Linked DNA regions of Mus musculus: all the other regions are linked to region 5. Evidence: chromatin contacts called from public Hi-C, HiCAR-type and promoter capture Hi-C data. All regions are on one chromosome and are shown on one strand. The core of a region is the stretch at or near the end of the contact, and the rest is flanking DNA. Distances in the headings are between cores, read along the strand shown.

Region 1 (2,870 bases), core at 137-2,636, 620 kb before region 5:
GAACCCCATCCTCACATTTTGAAATAATGGGGTTGGAAGGCAGAACCCCCCCAAGGCTCGCCAGCTTGGAGCCAGAGTCAAAGTCACTTAGAAATGTAGATACACAGGGCTAGGACAAACATTCTATTCAATAGCCCCAAATATATCACAGACTCAATGCTTGTCTTTTCTTTCTTTGTTTCTTCCTTTTTTCTTTCTCTCCTTCTTTTTTCTTTTCTTTCTTTCTCTCTCTCTCTCTCTTTCTTTCTTTCTTTCTTTCTTTTTTGCAGAGTTACAAACCTCTGAATACATCTCAAAAAGCACAGTTAAGACAAAATTTAAAAATAAGCAATTAGTATTTTCAAAAAGAATCTTTTGTTCATTATCTGTCACTGAATGGTGCCCTGTAGATAAGTTTAACCACTTGTGGATGATACTTTTTACTCCATTAAGATATTGCATGTATTACCAATCCACTGCCTCCACTGCCAAGGGTCACAGACAGTCCTGTCAGCACAAACTTCTTGTGCTATAGTGACAGAGATGGGCCACATGTACAGGACACTGTTACGAAGCACGCTGTCACTTTTGAACAAAACCTGACAGTGTTTGAGGTAAGGGCTCACTTCATCCACTCTTCAGTTCTGCATACATTGTTCAGTAAATGCTTCTCAATGATTTCTTTGTTCACTATCTCCATAAAACACCCAAAAGCATATCTACTATTCATTTGTAAAATATCTATTCTTTACATTTCCTGCTCTGTTACAGTGAAGGCATGGTTAGAAAATTAACTCTTATATTCTGAAAACAGAGCACTGTCTTCAATCCTAAATAAACTATAAACTAAGAGGATTCAAACTTGGCACTCTATTGTCTCTGTCCATCCTTTGACACATGGAAAACCTTTCCAATAAAGTGACAAGCTATAATGCCATGTTTTAAAAGTCTAAAGCAACAACAACAAGAAAAACAAATATAGCCTTGGTATGTGCCAAGTGTTGTTTGAAGAGTTAAACATGTATATAATTAATGCATATGGGATCCAGGAGGAAAAAAATCTGATCAAATAGAAAGGTTTTTAGAAAAATTTAAACACAGAAATATTTGCATTCCAGTCATTCACACTTCTAGACCAAAGATAACAATCTGCTTTCCCCTGAGTGAGTTTTCTTTTGTTGGCTTGTGAATGCTACACTGTAGAAATATACTGTGGATCTGTGGCAAACAGCAGCAAGGCACACTAGGGGCCCAGTCTGCATTTACAATATGCTCATCACATGCCATGTAAAATAGACGCATAGACAGCTAGCTTTCAGGCTTTTAGTAAGACTAATTATATATATTTAGTATGCTCTAGTACTCACTGAATGAATTTAGCATAAGGAATGTGCTATTTGGCACAAAGTGAGGGAATTCAAATATTCATCATGATTCAAAGGAATGGAGAAAGAAAACAGATCCTGAACTGCCCATAAAATTCAGGGAAAGAATAAGTGAGAAGCCAAAATCAAGCTCAATTTTTTTTGTCCCAGCTGTGCTTCAAAGTCAACTCATACTCTTGAGTCCCCCCTTATTTATTTATTTATTTATTTATTTGTTTGTTTGTTTGTTTACTTATTTATTTATTTTTTTGCTCTGTACCAGAATTATATTTATGAGTGTTGCACTGATTAATTTCATGGTTTAGATTGAGCAGGCCATGGGGTAGCTAGATAACCAAGGTAACATGGTTAGTTAATGTATATCAATATACCTCATGAGGGTGACCTGGAAGACTGTCAGTGGAGCTGATGAAACTAGAAAAAGAGATGACCCTTTCCAGGAGAGTGGGAAGCATCAAAATCTTAGAGGATCTGAACAGAACAAAAACAGCAATGGAAGGTGAGTTTCTGCCTGACTGCTTCAACTGTGCCATCTCTCTCCTCTGTCTTCTGCATGGGTCCATCTCAGGCCTTTTGAAACTCTAGAATTGGTATGGGAGGTTCATCAGCTGTCAGGCCTTTATAGCCACACTGTAGACTTTCCCAAATTGTCAGCTCCAACATACTGCATAAACAGCACATACACATGAGCAGCAGCCTCTTCCGCCCCAACAGAAGGTATATTCTGGCTCACGATGCATTGTAGAAGAGAAACCAAGGCAGTTGAGGAGCTTGAAGCACGTGGTCACCTCACATTCTCTATAGCATAAAGAGCTTTAAGCAAATGGTTACCGCAGATTCTCAATAGGAAAGCAAAGATGGAAGAATGGACTCTTTAACTCATTTCTGCTTCTTCATTCATAGGGTTGAGGTCTCCATCACTGGATGGTGTCCCACACTATGGAGAGGCTTCCCACCTCTATTAATGTAAACATGAGAATCCTTCCCAAGGACATCCAGAGGCCCTTCTCTCAAGTGATTCTACATTTTGTCAAGTTGACAAATAACAGTGACCATAGTAGGATGTTAAGTGTGATCATCGTTATAGGTTCAATGTAGTTTGGAAATGTCCCTTTGAGAGGGTTGTGTGGAGAAGTGTGGAAGAGGACATTGCAGTGATGCCACAATACAAGAATGTCTCAACCAGACACTGCTGCCTTTGAGTGGGGCAGATGAACCACGAACCATGGAATGCTACCAAAGACGGGGATTTGGTGTTCCTTAGATCTTCCCAGCTGAACACATTCGTTTAGGATGTCGGATCTTCAGATTGGTGAGACCATAACACAATGAGTGGTTTCAAGTTACTGGATTTCTTGTTATCAGCTCATGCAACTGTGAGAAACAGCAGCACTGAGTTCTCCTGACATGTAACAATACTCATGGCTAACTTCCCCAAGCTTAGGAGATTCTAAATGTACAACCTGAAAAGTTGGACTCACATAACCAAAATTTCATTACACTGGT
Region 2 (2,875 bases), core at 351-2,850, 680 kb before region 5:
GCAGCTGAGAGCTCACATCTGTAAACAGGAAGCAGAGAGGTCCAACTCAGTCTTTTGAAACCTCAAAGTCTTCCTCCAGGGAATTTCTTCCTGCCAGACAGCCTTATCCACCCCAACAGCCAGCAATGAGAGACCAAGGATTCAAATGCTCAAAACTTAGGGGGCTACTCATTGCCTCCTATAGTCTTATGGCACAATCATAAAGAACGCATATTTAGTTAAATTTCATAAGTCCTCAGAGTCCTTCAGTGTCCTTGTTAACTAGAACCTCCTGCAAAATCAAAAAGCAACGAAATATTTCCAGCATATAGTGGTGCAGATTACATTACCACTCCAAAAAAAGGAGAAATGAGGACACAGTGTGAAAATACTCAAACAAAGCAAGACTAAAACCCAAGAGGGCAAACTACAAATCCTGTAGTTTTACATCCAGTGTCAACAGGCTCAGATAGCTCTGCCCTTGTAGCTTGGCTGATTACAAGACACATCTCTTTTATGGGCTGCCTGCACTCCCTGTATGTAGCTTCCTTGAAAGTGTCCTACAGACCCGAGGACTCCAACATCTTGGATTCTCCAATGCAACCCTGGCTACATGTCTAAAACTACATACACTGGCCCCTCAGGGCCTTTATGCAGGGACTCCTCTGCCACATGCCTGGATTCAGCAGCTCCTTTAAACAGTTCAGCAAGATTCCATGATCCCTTTCCTCTTGTAGGCTTCATGGCTCTGAACTCAGTACCACTTGGACAACATAACAAAGTTTAGCTATTAACTTGGAGCAAACTCTGGCCCTCTTGAAACACACTTGGAACAATTTTGGTTTTTCTTAACAATGATCTAAACCATTTCTCCCTTTTTGGGACTTAGGCTCTGGAATGGAAACTATGAGATATGCTGTGATCATAGATTACTCTATTATTATCTAGAGCTGTCCAAGTAGGAAGCTAGCCACTCTAGCCAGAAGGCAAAAAACATCCAAATAGAAGTCTTGTCATCTGAGGCTGAGTAGCTCATCTCCAGCTTCCCTGTCTGGAGAATACCTCTGTTTTCCTTCAGTTCTTATAAAAACTAAACACACACATACATGGATATAGATAGATAGATAGATAGATAGATAGATAGATAGATAGATAGATAGATAGAAACACATATATACACACATACATGTATACACATACATACATATACACACATATGCATACATATATATACTGAAAACACACACACATATATACATATATACAGATATATATGTATATGTGTGTATACACACACACACATATATATATATACTTATACAAACATACACTGAACACACACATATACATATTCACACGTACATATGCACACACACACATCATCCAAAAACAGTCTTAGCATTTTCTTTTCTTTCACACTAATCTTAAGAACCATGTTTGAAAACTGTACAAAGGACAAATGGAACAAAGATAACCTCCTTTATGGTCAATATACAAGAAGACATTTAGGAAAAATGTCGGTCCAATCACCACTGGCTTTATTAAATAAGGGATCCCCAACACAGCCACAATCATACTCACTTCCTCAATGAGTGTCTGAGTGTAAGCAGAGACAGAGCCTCCTTTGTTTAAAGGAGACTTTGTGAACTCAGCCGCAGGTCCCCAGACGCCTCTAAGTCCTCTGTTCTGAACATGTAATTAATTCATAAGAAGCCAGGTACCGTAGAAGCTGGAGTCTGACAGTAGATTCATTCAGTACCAGCCAGATGTGAAAAGCTTTCAAAGGGGCAGAAAGGCAGTCCTATTGCCCAGGGAAGCAGGAAACTGTAAGCTCTGCTTTGCAGCCTTACCATCACCTGGTAATGCCATTTCTAATGTATTTGAGTCTGACCTAACAGTTGCAGATGTCTTTTCTTTTCTGAAAAACCAAAGGTCATTGATTAACCCAGGGCAAAGAGGAAGTCTCTACTTGAAATTTTAAGATTTTCAGCCCAAGATAACATAAAAACTATTTGGGAGGAAATGTTTCTGTTGGTTATATATTGCTATTTAATGCCATTTTTTAAAAAGTCTGATAAAGTTTTCAGGAAATAAAAGAAAACATTTTTTAAAAGCCTGCATGTTATCTTTTCAGAATATTTGCTGTATGGGCAAAGTTGACAAAAGCGTGTTTTTCTTAGAAGACTTCATCATCTTCTCACTGGTGTTAGCTCCATCCAATCACCATCCGCAATGTGGTGTGGAAGATGTTTCTATCATTTAAAATAAGAGAGAGTTGAGAGGGCTATTTCTTGAAAGAAATTCATCCCAAATGATATGCTGCCTTGACACCAGAATGAGCAATACTGAAATCATGTGATTAACATGAAGATTCTCATGGGGGATCTCAAACCAGCTGAGCAAAAGTAAGCCTAGGATTTTTGTTTAAATTCACGTGAAAAATAATTTAAACAGTTTTATCGCACTGTGAACACATTGAGAACTACATGTTTAGTTTGGTTGTTTAATAATCTAACATAATTGTTGACCCAGTAAATAAAGGGTCATTTGTGCGTTACTTTGTATTTGGCCACAGGCAGAGGTCATCTACATTAATACATTGAATTCTGGTGATATAATTTCGAGTAGCCTGTTCTAGGCGTAAGGTTTTAATGTAAGTAACTTGGAAGTCTTTTCAGATAGTTAAAGAAGAACGAGGTAAACATTTAATTGCCTTCCCATCAGCATTGGGAGTCTCCTGCTTAGTATCCACCTAAAAGTCATTCACCTTTGCCTGGAACATATTTGTCTATAGGCAGGTCATCACTCTGCATTGCTAGGCGGTCCTCCCTCATATTTCATGTGCTTTCAAACTCCTTGGCCTCCAGGCATTTGGAGATTGTCTGTGCATTTTCCT
Region 3 (2,700 bases), core at 169-2,668, 550 kb before region 5:
TAGCATGTGTGTATATGCATATATGTGTGGGCCAGAAGAGGGCACTGGATCTCCTGAAGCAGGAATTCATTGTATGTGTCCTGATCTGAATTTTGGGAACATCTGGCCCTTTACAGAAGCGACAAATGCTCTCAACTACTGAGCCATTTCTCTATCTTCAGAATTACAGCTTTCAGACTGAACTTCACCTTAGGTAACAGTACTATGAATCAAGGTCATAGTCTAAGCAAGCCAGTTGAGTTAAATCCCTTACCCCAGAAATAACACCTGAAGGTAGGCATTTTCTTTTCCCCAGTTTTGAGATGAGGAGTCTGAGGCCAATGACAAAGCTGAGCTTGGACTCAGTCATGATTTAGGTGTTTAGACTTAGTCAGGGTTTTTGATTGCTTATACAAATCACTGTGACCAAATCAAGGTGGAAGGAAAAGGGTTTATTTGGCTTACACTTCCAGGTCACAATCCATCATTAGAGGAAGTCAGGACAAGAACTCAAGCAGGGCAGGAATCTGGAGGCAGGAGCTGAGGCAGAGGCCATGGAGGGTTGGTGCCTGCCTCCTGGTTTGCCTCCCCTGGCTTGCTCAGCCAGCCTGACTTGGAACCCAGAACTACTAGTCTGAGGATGACACCACCCACAATGGGCTGGATACCTTGGAGGCATTTCCTCATTAGAGACTCCTGTCTCTTGAAGACTCTAGCTTGTGTCAAGCTGACAACAAAGCCAGCCAAATAGCACCATACAAAGAGACACCAGTAAGCCCCTCCACACTAGGGTCCTCCCAAGAAAGCTTCTGACATCTTTACAGACTTTTGGTTTTTTCAGGAAGGCTTCGGTCATTGGCTTCTTCTTATCTTTCACTTGGTTATTTGGTCTGCGGCTTATCCAGCAGTCCCACAGGAGAATCTACTGATTTTTAAGCGCAAGATGCATGAGGAAAGCAGTGACATCATAGAAAAGAGCAGAAAATGAAACTTGCAGATAATTTGTCATTTTAGCCTGCAAATGAATGTATAAACGTGCTTGGTACGTTCCAAAGCAGGGATTTTGAAATTGCAATATATGCGAGCATTCCCAGGAAAGGTTATTTCCCAGCTTCCCCTGTAACATACTAATAGAGCATATCTGGGGGCTTGTCCAGGACCATCCTCTTTAAAGCAACCCCCAGTGACCTGGATGCAGGTGGTTCAAGGGGCGCATCTGGTGAAACATGTTTGTAAATGCAGAGTTTGGCAAGGAGAACTAGCAAATCCCAAAAGAATAGTCGAGTTTTGTCAGGATATTAATTCAAAACACCTGGGTGGAAGCTTATTAGCGCTTTTCGCTTTCTGGCTAATTCACAAGCGCTGGGACCAGGAACATGATTGAAAGGAACGTGAGGGAGGAAGGAGAGAGAAAGAAAGGGGTGGAGGCAATTAAAACCACCTTGAAGCAGAGAATTGTTTCCTAAAGGACAAAAAGGGCTCAAGGCACCCTCCTTAGCTTCCAAGGTTCCCTAATTGGCTGTTGTGGCTCTCATTTTACCCCAGGGAGGTTAATGGAAGCAAGAAAAAGGCAGAGGATGCTACATCATTTAAAATGGGAACAAAAGAGGGCAAGCTCATTTTCCTGAGGGGGAAGCCTCTTGGCGTCCTCTTTCCCCAGGTCCTTCTCATACCTTCTTTCTCTATATAAACACCGCCCCCTCTTCTTTTTCTTGTCTGTCTCAGAGGGACCAATAAACATGGGTTGTCTGGACAAGCAGTGAGTGCTTTATTACTAATTATCCAGGGGAAAATCCAACAGCTTAGATTTTTTTTTCCTGTAAAGTGATATTGTGCAATTGTGGGTGGTAGCTTTAACCTGCTGAATTACATTTTCTTGGAGACGTACATGAGGATATTCTAAATATCTTTTCAATCAAGCATCTAAGTCATTTTTATTGTAATACTTGAGCATTATATGACATGCATTAACTGTGTATATAATAGACAACATGCTTTTCACTGAACTAAGTAATTTAAGGTAATTTCAGCATACAGTGCGGCATGGTGATTAAGACTTCCTGGCTTCAGTCCTAACCATGCAAATTGCTAGCTGTGTGACCTTCCTTTACATCTTTTGAGATACAAGTACTAATCTGTAAAATTGAGATAATAATAGGATCTTCCTCAGCACACACACTCGGTGGGTTGCTGGGCCACCAAACGATGCAGTGTATGGAATAGTGAATCTCTCACATTAAATCTACTGTAATATTTGCCTCTGTTTTTTTGTCTTTCTTTCCTAAGGTATTTATGTTTGGCATTTTAGTTTAGTTTTATGTTTAATCTGAACAAAATTGCCAGAAAGATAGAGAAGTAGAAAAAGAAAAACCATCGGAAACAAGGGGGCATTTATTCATTACTGTTGTATGTTCAAAGTTGATAATTTACCAGACAGGACAATGAATACTTATCCAAAGAAAAAGACACACATCTTAAGAACCAAACAGAAGATTGTTATCAATCACTCAAGTGGCTCAAAGACTCAAAGACTGTGAGATACTGAATGTGGATTAGAAGTGTACTCTCTACTTCTGAATGGTTTTCTACTTCTACTCTGCAAACATTTACCTGTGTCATAGATTTATCTCTTTACTCAGACAGGTGTGTGTGTGTGTGTGTGTGTGTGTAGCTCTCTGTTTGTGTCTGTGTGTGTGTGTATAAGGGGCAGGGGGAATAGAA
Region 4 (2,708 bases), core at 153-2,652, 600 kb before region 5:
TTCTCCCCTCTACCACCCCCTTCTCTCTCCTTCCTGCACAATCTGGGGTGGCATTCCTTAGGTAGCATCTACATTTTTTTAAAACAAAGTCTGTCACTGGCCTAGATCTCACCAGTAGGCTGATCAGGCTGGTAAGTGAGCCCCGGGAATGTGCCTGCAGCTCTCCCACTCTGGGATTATATCACATTTTTTTCCACGTGGTTTCTGAGGCTGATACTTGTATCCTTATACGTGCACACCATTCACTTTACCAACTGAACTATCACCCCAGGCCTGTTTGTAGCTTTTATATGGAAGAAAAGCTGCTCTCCTGTCTGATATCTGTAAGAAAGTTTATGTCAGACAAAACCACGGATGTTTGCTTAGTTAGGGACTTCTCGAAGGTTCTTAATCAGTCTCAAGTGTGTACATTTCCTAAGTCTATCTAATCACTGGGCGGCTTATCTACTCTGGACCAGTGTTCAGTATCTATATGTTAATGCATAAATACTTGGGAAATGCTTACCAAACCCCTTGCCAAAGACCTACCACAAATGGTTTTGATCATTTTCTCAGCTCTCAGTTTTATTCAACCACTTAAGTGTGTGTGCGCATGCATACACGCACATGCACACACACACACACACACACACACACACACACGTACAGGCAGAATGAAGTCATTTGCTGATTACCCTAAGTGATGTGCCACAATATACTGAATAATTAGGACAGTTCTGTTCTTATTGCTGCGTGAGCAGACCCAGAAATGCACATTGTGTTAATCAGGAAAATACATCTCAGCCGTACATTAACATCTGAATGAGTGAAGACCAAAAAGCACACTAAAACATGCAACGATAAGAGATGGGAGAAGGGCAAAGGCAAAAGCAACCCACTCTCCACAGGAAAAATAAATTAAGTGTCTGAAGAGTTTGTTGTTCCAAACTTGCATTAATTATTTTATCTTTCCTTTTTGACGAATATAAAACCTGTTACAGTATAAAAATATAAAAAAATGTTCTTGATTCTATTCTAGGAGGTCATTCACTTATTCTCGGGGTATCAGATGGGAATGTGGGGGTATAGTGTGCTGAATTAGCTAGGAGAAACAGTAGGGTATTTTTTTTAATGTTACTTTCAGCAGCCTAACTTTCTCCAGTTGTGTCTCTAGGGAAAGGACTACCCTAACTTCTCCAACATTCCTTTGCTATACATCATGGGATTTATATACTGTTGACAATTGGCTGAATCCCAGGTATCCACACCAATGCACAATTCCTAGAAAATTCAGCCTGTGACGTTTTTGAAGCTGTTTTCTGCTTTTCCCTGGGGAACGTGGTCAGCCATATTAATTGGAATTGGCTCCCTTTGCTCTTCTTTTGCAATACCAATGTTCTGAACAGCACAGATATAGGAAACTTAAAGACAGTCCCAAAGGATGGATGCAACAGCCTAGCCCTGTGCTGTATGTGATGAGTCCAAGCAGCTTCCTCCTCTCTCTCCTAGGAATATTAATTAGCAACAATAGCTGTTTCACTTGCAGTTACCAGGAACAATAATCTCATAAACAATTCCCAACATACATTTGGGTAGGCTAATACAAATAGAAATCTTACAAATTGAGTTAATGGCACAAGATTCTTGAAAAGAAGTTGAACAAATGCATTAACAAAATTATAGATTTCTTAGAGTTGTAAAAAATAGAGTTATAGTGTACTCAGTTAGGAGGATAATAGAAATGTGTGGCTCTCTAGAGTGGCCTCAATAGCCACTTAGTACTGGTTTAACTGTCTCTTCCATGATAAATATAAAACTGTTTATATTTAATTTAAGCCTTAGTGGAAAAATGAAAATACAAGAAACAACTTTTTCCTGTATACTGCAGTATTTAAACATTGTCCAACTAAGCAATTGATGTCAGCAACAGGAAATGAGCCTCTTCTCGTCCTAGGCTTCTACTACACATTGAAGTGGGTAAAGGCAACCTGTTAGACTCTCAAAAAAACACACATGAAGAATGAATCTGAGTTAAATAACTTTCATGAATTAGAAGCTCATTATTGGTCTCTGATTGTTTTAAACATTTCCTTCATTTCTGCTTCCAAATGTACCCAAGACTACCCTTACAAAAACTGTGTCCATAACTATAAAATAAATACATTAGGCTTACTTATTATACCAGTAACATAGAATCAAGCCTCTAGAATTAATGCCATTAGCTTCTAATATAAAGAAGTCAGTTATTGACTTAAAGATCAATAGTAAAATTCTCATGAAAGAAAATTTTATTGGTGTTTATACTTTTAATTTTTCTCTTTCTTGAAACCAGATATTTACAAAAGAACTTAAAAAACATATTCAACCTTCTTCTGCTATAAAATAGCTATTTATAATACACACATATTGTTCTGATTTTGTGAAGGAAATGAAAGGAACAGAAAACATTGTTTCCACACTTACAGGTAATATATTCAAAGCATGTAAGAAACCATAAATGGCCAGTGAATCAAAAGAACTGCTAAGATTTAATGATTTGATAAACAGAACCAGCAGATTGTTATCATTCCTACATTGTCAGAATTAATCCATTGGCTGAAAATCTTGAAAGGTTATAGAATAAAATAAGATACTAAAATAAGATACAATCTCTGTTACTATGGCAGAAACAGTAGGTTGTCTGTGCTTCAGGCACAGTGAGTTGTTCTACCTGGTATTTCTTCTCAAAA
Region 5 (2,897 bases), core at 357-2,856:
GCATCTCTGGTCTGTGCAAGCTTGGGGTGAGTCTCTTTCCATACCTGGTTGTGTTGGCATGTTAAATGCAGTGACTGAAGTCTGATGTCAAGATGTGGCTCTCATTCTGCACAATATATGGGATGAAATTTCAGTTTTAGTAATGGCAGTACAATCGTCGCATAAAGGTTAAATAAGTCACTGTAAGCCAAACTGATTTCGAAATGGCCCGTAGTACAGTTAAGTCACTCACTACAGTGAGTGTAAGTAAAAGGACACATGAAATACACACCGGGGGATGAAATTGTACTGATAATCCTACCACATGTTTATCACTTAAGATCTATGATCATATTGAATCTACAAACCTTAGAAAAGGAGCCCACATGCAGAAGGGTCTAGGTTACAACTTTAGAACTGTGGTTGGCAGCCAATCTAATTAAAGAAATCCAGGGTAAAGACAAACTCTCTGCGTTAATCACTACCGTTTCTGAAGCCCTGTGTTTGATGTCATTCTCTAAGCAAAACATTCAGAGTCAATAATTACAAGGATATTTCCATATTGGTGTAGGAGGAAAAGTTTGTAATTGTTTCAGTACCCTGAGAGTTACTTCGACATGTCTTGCGAACTTATTTTGTCCTCTCTCTAGAAACTCATACTAGACTTCAACGTAACGGAAAATTCAAAGTCGCCCTTTTGTGAGGGTCAGAAATCCTTTGTATTAACTGTTTGACCCTTTGCTCTTTAAGGTCCTAATGGAGTCTTTTGTGATTCAGTGAAGGGTGTGCTTCTCTATATTGATGTTGTTTACATCGATGGATAAGCCTGAGTAGGGGAAAAAAAAAATTGCGAACGTGAAAGATTCCATTTCCAGACAACATGGAAAGACTGGTAAGTCAAAGAAATCTGAGTTAGGCAGAAAATTCTGCAAGATATCCTGTGAAAGACAGAGGTATGGAAGAAGGAAGGAAGCGAAATACATTTAAGGAAAGACGCGGATTTGTGTCAGAGAAAGGATTCTCTTTGAATGGGACAAGGGATTGCTTGGGGGGATTTCCTGTCCAACCCTTTATTGCCAGGGTCTTTGTGTAGGGCCTGATGCCGCGGGCTCCCCATTGGGCAGTTCCCTAGGGAGAGCAGTCACGAAAAGCTTTTGCGTCTCCCTGGGGCTTGGGATCTCACTTTCTCAGTATCTCTTTCAGGTTGGCAGGAGCATTGAGCCTGACACCTCTTCTGATGGGACGAGCAAGCTCCGTGGTCGCATTAAACACATTATACGCAAGTTCTTGGCTGATGTTATAGAGTCCCGTCCGCTCCTAAGGACTGACCATACTTAATTGCTCTGTGCTTGCTGGCCGCAGCAGAGCCTGGGGACTCCTTTCCCCTAATTCAGAAGTAGCAGCCCAGGGCGGGGAAGAGGGGGTGGGGTGGGGATGGGTGGGAAGGCAGTTGTTTGAGACTGCACAGCGAGGTGGTACCGAGTCGTTGAATGAGGAGCACGGATTCCCCCCACCCCCAGCCGATTGGTACTTCTCATCAGGAAGAAACGCTGAGAGGTGGGAGTGCCTGGCCAGGGAGGCAGGCGGTCCCTACCGCAGGCTGAGGGAGCTCCTTTCCGCCCCTCCGCCTGTTTCCAAGCTTGGGCTCTTTGGAGTGACTGAGCTACGGAGCTCTTCAGGAGCCTGTGAATGAACCCTCCTCCTCCTCTCCCTCCTCCTTCTCGCTGAGTCTCCTCCTCGGCTCTGACGGTACAGTGATATAATGACGGTGGGTGTCACAACCCGCATTTGAACTTGCAGGCGAGCTGCCCCGAGCCTTTCTGGGCGAAGAACTCAAGGAGCGCGGGCGCAGCAGCTGTGAGCATTAGGTGCTGTGGCCAAGCGCTGGGACAAGGATCTGCCGCTACCAGCGCATCCTCTCTCCTCTCCAGCTCTGTCCCGCACTCGCTGCACCCTTCCCCAGGCCACCGCGCTTCCTATGTGATCTTCCGGGGCAACGCGGAGCCCTTTCTCACAGCTCAGCAGTGAATTTCCACCCCGAAAACTGCAGTAAGCCGCCTTTCAAGGTAATCACTTTTCTTTTGTTCCCCCATTTAAAAGAAAGAGGGAAAACTTGTTGGGAAAAGAAAACCGTCCAGCTTAGTAGGGGGAAAGACTCACATTGTAATTGGAAGAGGGCTTTAATTAAAGCCAAGAGGACTAGCTGTAAGGCGAAGTTAGAAAAATGTGCGCACTTTCAAACATGAAGGTAACTTGTTAAAGAGATGAATTCAGATAGACCTTGGTGCTGAAAAAGAGCTAGACAAAAGAAGTCCGGGGTGGGGTAGAGGAAAAGGACAAACCGAATAGGGGGAAGGGATTTTGTAGCGAAATCCTAGAAAAGTCCTGCTATCTTGAGTTGGAGGAATGGAATGGACTCCTCACACCTTGATTTTGTTCTCTTTAAAGTGGTCGAGGCAAAAGTTTGAATGGAGAGTCCCCAAACTTGCCCAAATGCAAGCCCCTGAAACCACCTTAGGGCAGACCACCTGGTTTCCTGGCTCCGTGTGTGTGGTCAGTATCTTTGGTTCCTGGAAAGTCACCTCTGGGCAGCTCCTGACAAGGCAGCAGGATACTTTAGCGGCCCAGGACCTGCACGGACATGACCCTTTCCCCCAACCCCTCAGGCAATGTGGGAGGCTATCTGGCAGGGGTTGGGTAGGGTCCTGGGGCTGCTTTTCTTTGATGACTTGAGGGCTGTCAAAGCTCTCTCACGTTGCCCCTGTGTTCTTTTGTCCTGCGCGTGGTGCTCCCGAGCCAGCCGGGAAGGCGCATTGGATGGGGGTGGGGTTGTTGGAACACCGTAGAGGTCTGGGAGGCTCCTGGGCGGGAAAGCTTTCCCTGAACTGGAGGGGTGTGCAGTATCTCCCCCCTCGCTC

What was found. Promoter capture Hi-C pulls out the DNA fragments that hold promoters and counts their contacts. A called contact is a pair of places that touch in the nucleus more often than the background predicts. HiCAR-type assays count read pairs that join an accessible place to other places.
Region 1: a promoter capture Hi-C map of 3T3-L1-derived adipocytes shows a contact between it and region 5, with 4 times the contacts expected there. The contact joins the enhancer-like site here to the promoter of Vcan in region 5. A contact is called at or near these places in 11 of 39 promoter capture datasets (the 3T3-L1 cell line, 3T3-L1-derived adipocytes, the C10 cell line and 7 more), 5 of 484 Hi-C or Micro-C datasets (the 3T3-L1 cell line, 3T3-L1-derived adipocytes, adipose-derived mesenchymal stem cells and 2 more), 9 of 115 datasets of contacts at active chromatin or transcription factors (cardiomyocytes, craniofacial prominence, embryonic basal ganglia and 6 more) and 1 of 9 other capture datasets (adipose tissue).
Region 2: a contact with region 5 is called in a Hi-C map of the N1E-115 cell line, with 4 times the contacts expected there. The contact joins the enhancer-like site here to the promoter of Vcan in region 5. A contact is called at or near these places in 5 of 39 promoter capture datasets (the 3T3-L1 cell line, the C10 cell line, cranial neural crest and 2 more), 4 of 484 Hi-C or Micro-C datasets (the N1E-115 cell line, nephron progenitors and uterus) and 7 of 115 datasets of contacts at active chromatin or transcription factors (cardiomyocytes, differentiating embryonic stem cells, embryonic forebrain and 3 more).
Region 3: a promoter capture Hi-C map of second pharyngeal arch cranial neural crest shows a contact between it and region 5, with 4 times the contacts expected there. The contact joins the enhancer-like site here to the promoter of Vcan in region 5. A contact is called at or near these places in 10 of 39 promoter capture datasets (the 3T3-L1 cell line, the C10 cell line, the HPC-7 cell line and 7 more), 1 of 484 Hi-C or Micro-C datasets (bone marrow-derived macrophages), 11 of 115 datasets of contacts at active chromatin or transcription factors (astrocytes, bone marrow-derived macrophages, cardiomyocytes and 8 more) and 1 of 9 other capture datasets (adipose tissue).
Region 4: a HiCAR-type map of astrocytes shows a contact between it and region 5, with 5 times the contacts expected there. The contact joins the enhancer-like site here to the promoter of Vcan in region 5. A contact is called at or near these places in 14 of 39 promoter capture datasets (the 3T3-L1 cell line, the C10 cell line, the HPC-7 cell line and 9 more), 1 of 15 datasets of contacts at CTCF or cohesin (pro-B cells), 8 of 484 Hi-C or Micro-C datasets (the 3T3-L1 cell line, 3T3-L1-derived adipocytes, the Ba/F3 cell line and 4 more), 8 of 115 datasets of contacts at active chromatin or transcription factors (astrocytes, bone marrow-derived dendritic cells, craniofacial prominence and 5 more) and 3 of 9 other capture datasets (embryonic stem cells, liver and macrophages).

What each region holds. Positions count from the first base shown.
Region 1 is chr13:90,356,752-90,359,621 of GRCm38.p6, reverse strand. No RefSeq gene overlaps it. Among named protein-coding and RNA genes, the nearest start is that of Gm35111, 190 kb to the left of the region's middle. Within about 2 kb of position 1,386, at least 25 of the 459 cell types and tissues checked have an H3K27ac peak or open chromatin away from gene starts, as enhancers often do. A contact at or near this core is called in 3T3-L1-derived adipocytes and embryonic basal ganglia, where this site is marked.
Region 2 is chr13:90,419,931-90,422,805 of GRCm38.p6, reverse strand. No RefSeq gene overlaps it. Among named protein-coding and RNA genes, the nearest start is that of Gm35111, 130 kb to the left of the region's middle. Within about 2 kb of position 1,600, at least 34 of the 459 cell types and tissues checked have an H3K27ac peak or open chromatin away from gene starts, as enhancers often do. A contact at or near this core is called in the N1E-115 cell line and embryonic limb bud, where this site is marked.
Region 3 is chr13:90,293,254-90,295,953 of GRCm38.p6, reverse strand. No RefSeq gene overlaps it. Among named protein-coding and RNA genes, the nearest start is that of Gm41013, 130 kb to the right of the region's middle. Within about 2 kb of position 1,418, at least 15 of the 459 cell types and tissues checked have an H3K27ac peak or open chromatin away from gene starts, as enhancers often do. A contact at or near this core is called in neural tube and second pharyngeal arch cranial neural crest, where this site is marked.
Region 4 is chr13:90,339,500-90,342,207 of GRCm38.p6, reverse strand. No RefSeq gene overlaps it. Among named protein-coding and RNA genes, the nearest start is that of Gm41013, 180 kb to the right of the region's middle. Within about 2 kb of position 1,402, at least 7 of the 459 cell types and tissues checked have an H3K27ac peak or open chromatin away from gene starts, as enhancers often do.
Region 5 is chr13:89,741,221-89,744,117 of GRCm38.p6, reverse strand. Vcan (versican) reads left to right here and starts at 1,606. Exons shown (of 15, transcript NM_001081249.1): 1 at 1,606-2,045. All of the region lies in intron 1 of Gm4117 (a long non-coding RNA gene), which reads right to left.